Regions from separate parts of the Oryctolagus cuniculus genome. Here region 2 is linked to region 1. A link is a contact called in public Micro-C data. All regions are on one chromosome and are shown on one strand. Each heading gives the region's core, a stretch centred on a gene start, on an enhancer-like site or on the middle of the called end of the contact. The rest is flanking DNA. Distances are from core to core; before and after follow the strand shown. Region 1 holds the start of AKIRIN2 (akirin 2). Region 2 holds the start of ZNF292 (zinc finger protein 292).

Evidence for each region. A called contact is a pair of places that touch in the nucleus more often than the background predicts.
Region 2: a contact with region 1 is called in a Micro-C map of ear pinna, with 11 times the contacts expected there. The contact joins the promoter of ZNF292 here to the promoter of AKIRIN2 in region 1. A contact is called at or near these places in 2 of 6 Hi-C or Micro-C datasets (ear pinna and an unstated tissue).

The regions. Positions count from the first base shown.
Region 1 is chr5:84,855,678-84,859,692 of mOryCun1.1, forward strand. AKIRIN2 (akirin 2) reads left to right here and starts at 2,468. Exons shown (of 5, transcript XM_002714571.5): 1 at 2,468-3,241. The coding sequence starts at 3,007.
Region 2 is chr5:85,356,297-85,360,107 of mOryCun1.1, forward strand. It overlaps ZNF292 (zinc finger protein 292), which reads right to left and starts at 2,404. Exons shown (of 8, transcript XM_008263179.4): 1 at 2,227-2,404. The coding sequence starts at 2,394.

The DNA of each region.
Region 1 (4,015 bases), core at 1,218-3,717:
TAAAGGGTAGATAGTCAGGCAAAAAGGGCAGAGAGAGACTTAGCAAAGACACTGACGTGAATAGGGAAATGTCTTCTTGGTTCTGAGTTTCTGAAATAGCCTCCTTAGTCATTGGTAGAAGGAAAGGCACTCCAGCCCAGTCATGTCTAATCTTGATATGCTATGTTGTGGTGACCTATGTAGTGGTGACCTCACGGACAGCTATTATGACTGTAAGCTGTCAAGTTTGCCACATAGCCCCTACATGTTTAGATACAACTCTTTCCCCATTTTCCAAGCAGTCTACTGTATCTCAAATGATAATCACAGTCCCTTCCTGTATGAGTTTTCTGTGACTGCCTTAACAAGGTTCCATAAACTGGATGGCTTAAACATCAGAAATTTATTGTCACGTGGTTCGGAGAATAGAACTCTGAGATCAAAGAATCATCAAGGTTGTTTCCTTCTGAGCACTGTGAGGGGAGAATCTGTTCCAAGTTTCTTTCCTAGCTTCTTATGACCTGCTGACAGTCTTTGCCGTTCTTTGGCTTACAGATGATCACGCTAATCTATGTTCAAGTGAGGTACTGCCTGTCCACAAATTGCCCTCTATTTTTTTTTTTTCCTTAAAGATTTATTTATTTGTTTGAAAGAGTTACAGAGGGAGGGAGAGATAGAGACAGAAAGATCCTTTATCCTCTGGTTCACTCCCCAAATGATTGCAATGGCCAGGTCTAGGCCAGGCCAGAGTCAGGAGCTTCATGTGAGTCTCCCATGTGGGTAGCAGGGGCCCAAGTACTTGGGCCATCTTCACTGCTTTTCTCGGCCATTAGCACAAAGCTGGATTAGAAGTGAAGCAGCCAGAACTCAAACCGATGCCCATGTGGGATGCTGGTGTCACAGGTAGCGGCTTTACCTGCTATGGCACAATGCTGGTCCCCCAAATTTCCCTCTTGATACAAGTCACATTAGAGTAGGATCATATCTTATTCCCACTCCAGTATCAACTGTCTTATCTAATTATGTTTGAAATATCCTTGTTTTCAAATAAAGTCACATTATGAGGTACTGAGGTTAGGACTTCAACAAGAATTTTGAAGGGACAAAATTGAATACAGAGTACCCCTTTCCAGTATAAATTCTACAGCTTAATTTTAATTTCAGAATATACCAAGAACATAAATTGTTTTTGCTTATTTTCCAGCGGTTAACCTTTTTGTAGTTACATAAAATATATTCTGTTAATTTTCACAGTATCATGGAGTGTCTAGAGTTTAGTAAGTTTATCTAGTCAGTGTCTTAACCCACTGTTTCATTAAATACTGATACTTCTCAAAAGATATTTTCCAAACAGTATAATATCCTAAATTAAAAGTATCATGACTTAGTTGTGAACACAGTGTGATAAGGAAAGATTCTGAGGTATTGGACAATTCGATAAAACAAGAATATATTAAGCTACCGTCCAAAGAAGGTATAACAAACAATAGACAAAATGGCTACAAAACATGTTTCTGGATAATTTGATATGGGATTGATAATAATTGGCTAATCTGGCATTCCCATAAGAAAATTAGTTCTTATATACTATTGATAACTTCAAGAGTAAAAGACAGAGAACTGGTGATCATTTCTACATAAATCTTTATTAATTTTATATTGAATTCTAATTTTTGGTATCTGATTAAAATTACAACTATTAGGTCCTTTTCCCCTCTGCTTTCAAAATGGGTCCACTGTGTAGACAATTACCTAGACAATTCGTTATGTCTTGATTTCTTTTTTACAGTTCATAAGGTACTTGTATACACCAATATTCAACAGAGATAATAGCATTTCTGAAATCACTTGCTTTTCACCTGGAGCAAAACAGTTTGGTCCTGTATTTGTTCAAATCCTGTTCCTGTACAGAAGCGTCTGGCTTTGCAGAACTTAGGTGGATGGGCAAAGCATCGCATTCCACCAATGATCGAAAATCTCGATACTATTAATGCTGTTTTCTCTTGGAATCCTAAATAGATTTCATGTTCTTGTTATTATTTCCTATGACAGGTTTTGCTTTTTGGCTCTGTTAACATCCAAAATAATCTATTCTGTGTTATTTCGTTGGCTTAGTTTTCCATTTCCCGGTTGTTAAATCACTGTAGGAAAAACTAAGCCCTGAGTCATAGGAGCCTGTAGTACGTTTGCCTTGCTTTCCCCACAGGTTCTCGTCCTTCTCATCTACTGCCTCAGAACCTTTTCTTTCCTCTCTTATGCTAAGTTCCTTTTACACTGAAGCTGTGCAGGGGGATTTAAATTCCAACCCGGAACTCAGAATCGCACGCCTTGCATGACGGGAGTCGTGGTTTCTGTGACTACTCCATGACCGCCTTTCACGTCGATTTCTCCTCTCAGTCAAACACTACAATTCCCAGAATTCAACTACAGGTGGAGCCGCCCATTTGCGCACGCGCCCTGAGGCCGCAGGATTTGAATCGGCGGCGTTGTTATTGACGCCATATTGGGGCCGGCGGCGGGTGGAAGAGTCGTACAGTACAGGGGGAAGCAGTTGGACGTGTTCTCCTGAGCTGTTGCTGCCGCAGCAGCCTCGCAGTCCCTCGACAGCGACTGCTGCTCGCGAACTGCTGGCCGCGCTCGGGCGTATCAGGAGCTGCGTCTCGGCCTCCCTCCCCACGGGGCTGGTATCGACTTCCGAAGGAAGCAGGTTTCAGCTCAGGAGCGACTCAGGCGCGGCGCAAAAGCTTGAACGGACGGCGGGGGCGGCCGGAGCCTCTCCCGTGGGAGCCGCGTCTGAAGAGGCGGAAGAGCCCCCCACTGACGCGGCCGGCGTGCGCTGCCGCCCGCCCCTCCCGCTCTCGCCCGGGTCTGCCCTGGCCACTGCCCCTGCCGCGGAGGCAGCGGCGGCGGCGGCTCTCCGCGACCCGCCTGGCTCCTGCTGAGCCCGTGGCTTAGGCGCCCCTCGGGTCCCCTCCCGTCACCCCTCTCCGACCCCACCCGAGCCCGGCGCCTCGGCTGCCTGAGGCCATGGCGTGCGGAGCCACTCTGAAAAGGACTCTGGATTTCGACCCGCTGCTGAGCCCGGCGTCCCCGAAGCGGAGACGATGTGCGCCATTATCAGCGCCCACCTCGACCGCCGCCTCCCCGTCGTCGGCGGCCGCGGCCACCGCCGCCTCCTTTTCGGCCGCGGCCGCCTCGCCGCAGAAGTATCTCCGAATGGAGCCGTCCCCCTTTGGCGACGTCTCCTCCCGCCTCACCACAGGTGGGACCCGGCCCCGCGGGCTCGGGGGTGGGCGAGAGCGCTGGGATCGTGGGGGCGTGCGCGGCAGGAGGCTTCCGGGGTGGGGGCGCTGGACTGTGGTCTCCGTTCTCAACACAGTGCTCGGGCGACCACATTGCTGATAATTAGCTCCTCGGGCTACGGAGACACAATAGAAATGGCCTGATGTCGAGGCGGGAGATGGGGTGGATGAGGGCCGGGCCGGTATTGTGAGGAAGAGGAAGATCTTTTTCTTTGGGCGGCATGACTGGAATCGAGTGTTTCCGTGGTCGGTAGAGCCCCGGCGGAAATGATCAGCGAGGGCGATGTTCTTCACAAATTTAGGCGAGAGAAGGCTCACATTTCACCCGAATCTCGATGTGTTTGCCTGAATCGATTGGTTGCAGCTATTAACTCTGGATTAGGTGGTTTGAGGCGAGGCGACAGCCCCTCCTCCAGTTCAGACATGGCTGATTTTAGTGTAGAGGGGGAAGGGGGTGGGGATGGATGTCACTGGGGCGAGATCTAGGCCTGTCATTAATCACCCACAAGAACGCCACTTTGGCTGAGTCAAGACCTGTTTCCCTAGCACGGTCAACAACAAAGAAAATAGTCTTCCCGAGTACTGTAATGTGATCGCACTATACGTCTAGACCTTGGGAATCTTGAACTTTTGACGAAAAGCGAATTGTACTGAAAATTGGGGCTGAGTGATTGCTTTTATTTGAGAAGGCTTTATTTCTGCCCAACAAAGTCACGTTGGGAGAAAACCACCTA
Region 2 (3,811 bases), core at 1,154-3,653, 500 kb after region 1:
GCCGCGGCTCACTAGGCTAATCCTCCGCCTTGCGGCGCCGGCACACCAGGTTCTAGTCCCGGTCGGGGCGCCGGATTCTGTCCCGGTTGCCCCTCTTCCAGGACAGCTCTCTGCTGTGGCCAGGGAGTGCAGTGGAGGATGGCCCAAGTGCTTGGGCCCTGCACCCCATGGGAGACCAGGAGAAGCACCTGGCTCCTGCCATCGGATCAGCGCGGTACGCCGGCCGCAACGTGCTGGCCGCGGCGGCCATTGGAGGGTGAACCAACGGCAAAGGAAGACCTTTCTCTCTCTCTCTCTGTCTCTCTCACTGTCCACTCCGCCTGTCAAAAAATAAAAAAAAAAGTCATATCTCCACTAAAAAATAATGTTAAAGTGATAATTTTGTGATGTCACACACCCTTTAAAAAAAGTTTGGCTTGCCTGAGATTCCATTTACCAACAATTATTCATCCTGTTTGTAAATATGCTGGCCACAATTATTTAACTAGTCTTAAAACCATGACTGAACACTGCTGGGGGGAAACATCTTTCAGAAAAGCTAGACTGTGATACTTTCCACTGATTAAAAAACTGACTACTTATAAATGACCTTCCATTATGAATGTCTTATTGAAATACTTTATTTCCAAAACAAATGTAAAGACTAATTAAGAATAAGTGAATACTGCAAAAGTAGAGAAATTGGCAAATTTCAATAAGTCTTTAATTCTGGGACTTAAAAGGAATGAAGAATCTACAATTTTAGTACAGGTATTCACCAGACCCATGTTTCTATAGGCAGAGAACTTTCACATGGCAGGTAAAGCTACACAAGTCATCACTTGATCTCAGGGTTTTTTTTTTTAAACGAGCCATCGAATAATAACAAAATAGTATATACAACAATGAGTCTTCTCTGATACACGATCAGGTATCCCTGATTTCATAAAGGTTTCAGAATCTGGAGGTTAAAAGGTAAGTGAAAATGTCCTCTACTCAAATGCTAAAATGGTCCACCATTCAGACCTTAAGTGCAATCAGTATCTTCCCAAAACAAAGTCTCTACAATGATACAAGGATCCTCTACAATGCTAGAGGTAACGCTGCAGACCTGTAAAAATTGTGTCTTTTTCCTCCCCAAGAAGTCAATGTAACAAAAATAATCTTCACTACTGCCATCCGCACCTTGAAATTTCAAAGGTACCTGGAAGGCCTGTAATCAAGTCCAAATGCAGACACAAAACTCTCCGACTTCCATCCTGAGCTTACTGTTAACATTCTAAATCCTGGCTAGAACCCAGTTACCAGTAAGCGTGTCCTTGGGCAAGAAAAAGAAGGCAAGGTCTGAAATTCAACAAGCACTTCCACAAGACCCTCGGTCCTCTCCCGCGTCACCAAGAGTCCAAACAGGAAAGACTCCCGGGGGAGGGGCGCGGGGGAGGCGGCGATCGTACTCTAGAAGAGTGAAAACAAACGAAAAACGGACTGTGGAAGAGCCGCTCCAGAGGGACATTCAGCCCTAGGATAGACAAACAGGGACAGCTCCTGGCCAGAGAGGAGAGCGCGATCTTTAGCACGGAAGCGGTGCACCAAGCAAGAAGAAGCTGGAGGGGACAACCTTGGCCAGCACTGCCCCCCCCCCCCAACACCCGGAATGCCTCGCCCGGTAGGAAGGGGTCGGTGGGGACGGCCCCTCGGAACGTCAACAAAGGCCCTTCAGTCGTAAGGCGAAAGTCCAACAACAAAGGCCCGGAGACAAGAGCGGACGAGGACCGGAACGGACCGGGTCGGGGCCAGGACGGATGAACACAGGGAAAGGCCAAGCAATCAAACCAGTGGGGGTGGAGGCCCGTCAGAATGGAAAGCAGAGGTGCAGAGGCGCCGGGCACGGTAATCCCCCAGCGCACAATGAAAAGAGGAGGAAGAGGACCTGGCCTCCATTCGCTTCTTGCCCTCTTCAATCCTCGCAGGCTGCAGCGGCTGAGACCGCGGAGCCCCGACTTCGGGGAAGGAAAGGGGAGGGGGATTTTCCGCCCTGACCACAACTCCCTTCCCCCAGCCTGGAGCTGCGGACAACACCGCCACAACGGCGGCCACACAAAGGCGCGTTCGTTGTCCGCTCCCGCCAGGGCGGCGGCGCCGACGATGCCAAGGCAGCCGACGACCACCGCTTGGCCGCCAGGCGCTCGTTCGCCCGCTTCCCCCTCTAGCAAAGGAAAGGGGGAGGGGACCACCGGGCGCCCTCACCTGGCACAGCTGCTGACAGTACTCGGTGGCCGCCTCCACGGCCGGCACCCGGCTCTCCCGCAGCTGTCGCTCCAGCTCCTGGAGCCGCTCGCCCAGGCGCTGCAGCTCCGCGACGCAGCCGCCTCCTCCGCGACTCAACCTCTCCTGCTCAGCCTCTTCGTCCGCCATCTTCACACCCCGCTCCGTCGCGTACGCACCTGGGTCACGTGATAACACAATGCCACGTTCGGCGGGGTCACGTGCCGGGCGCGCTCGCACGCCGCCGAGCACGTACAAAGGGCCCGGTGGGGAACGGGGGAGGGCGCGGAGAGTGGCGCGAGAGCCCGAGGGAGGTGAAGGCGAGGGGAAAAGAGAAGGGCGGGGCTGGGGCGGTGCGGAAGACCGCGGTTTGCTTACCCCGAGCGGGAAGTGGGCAGCGGCGGCCGAAAGAGGCGGGCCGGTGGAGGCCTGCTTTCGGTCACGTGGGCGCCGCGACGGGAAAAAGCTTGGGGAGGGGCTGCTGCCCTGTCGACTGCGTCCTGATCCCGCCGCGGCTTTCCCCTCAGCCCCGAAGTGTTCCACGGACAGGAGCCCCCGTGTTCGCGAGAGGACGGCGCGGGGAGAGTTCTGAATGGCCACGAGAAATGGCTGTGTTTGCGATTGGCCTGGAGACAGGCCAGAGGCCCGGGCAGAGGGAGACGGTAAAGCCCACCCATGGACCACAAGCGTGAGAGCCAGAGCCGGGCCAGGAACTGTCAAATCATCTCCGACTCCTCACCAGGCGGGGGAGGAGGGCTCCAGTGTGTGAGGAATCATCTGGTCCACTCGACTCTCCTCAGACCCAACAACGCCTCTCCCCCGGAATACACGTTCTCTAGGGGTTGGAGGCAACAAAGGAAGGTAACAACTGGGTCAGAGCAGAAGGAGCAAACTCATGAAAAGCGGAGAGCCTGGTTGGACAGACTAGGAAGTCGTGGACGTTGCAGCGAGGTGATTTTTGAGCCACGAAAACATTTCTAGAGTAAATGATAACCAACGAATCTGCTTCACTGTGGTTTAAGACTCTCCTGCACACTACAGAGATCACCAACCCGTGTATGAAAGCTCTTGGAAAGAAAGTAGGTCAGGCAAAAAAAAAAAAAAAAGTAATAAGGACTTCATTAAAAAATCATAATGGGGAAGAGGAAATTGATGCTAAAATAAAAGAACACGTTTGTTGAGAATTATAAATACCAACAGATTTTTCTGGTGTGACCACGGAAATGGCATTGTAGGATAAAAGAAGAGATACTACAGAAATCCCTAAATTTCGTAATAGAAATAATATTTTGTTAGTGTTAGCATATTGGACAAGAGGCCTATCTTACTACATTGTCTACAAAAATTGAGAAACAAGGATATAAATTAGGTATTTAGTCCTTTTGCTATTCTAATTGAAGCGTATGTTTCTAGCATAAGCTTCTAAAAATATTCCTATTGTGGTCTCTGCAAAAGACTGCTAGTATTAATGAAAAGTGTTGTAGATAGTATGTTGTCCAGAATGTCATGCAGTGGTGTGATGTTTTACAAGAGGCATTATGTAAGGTGAGCAGGCCTATGAAAAACA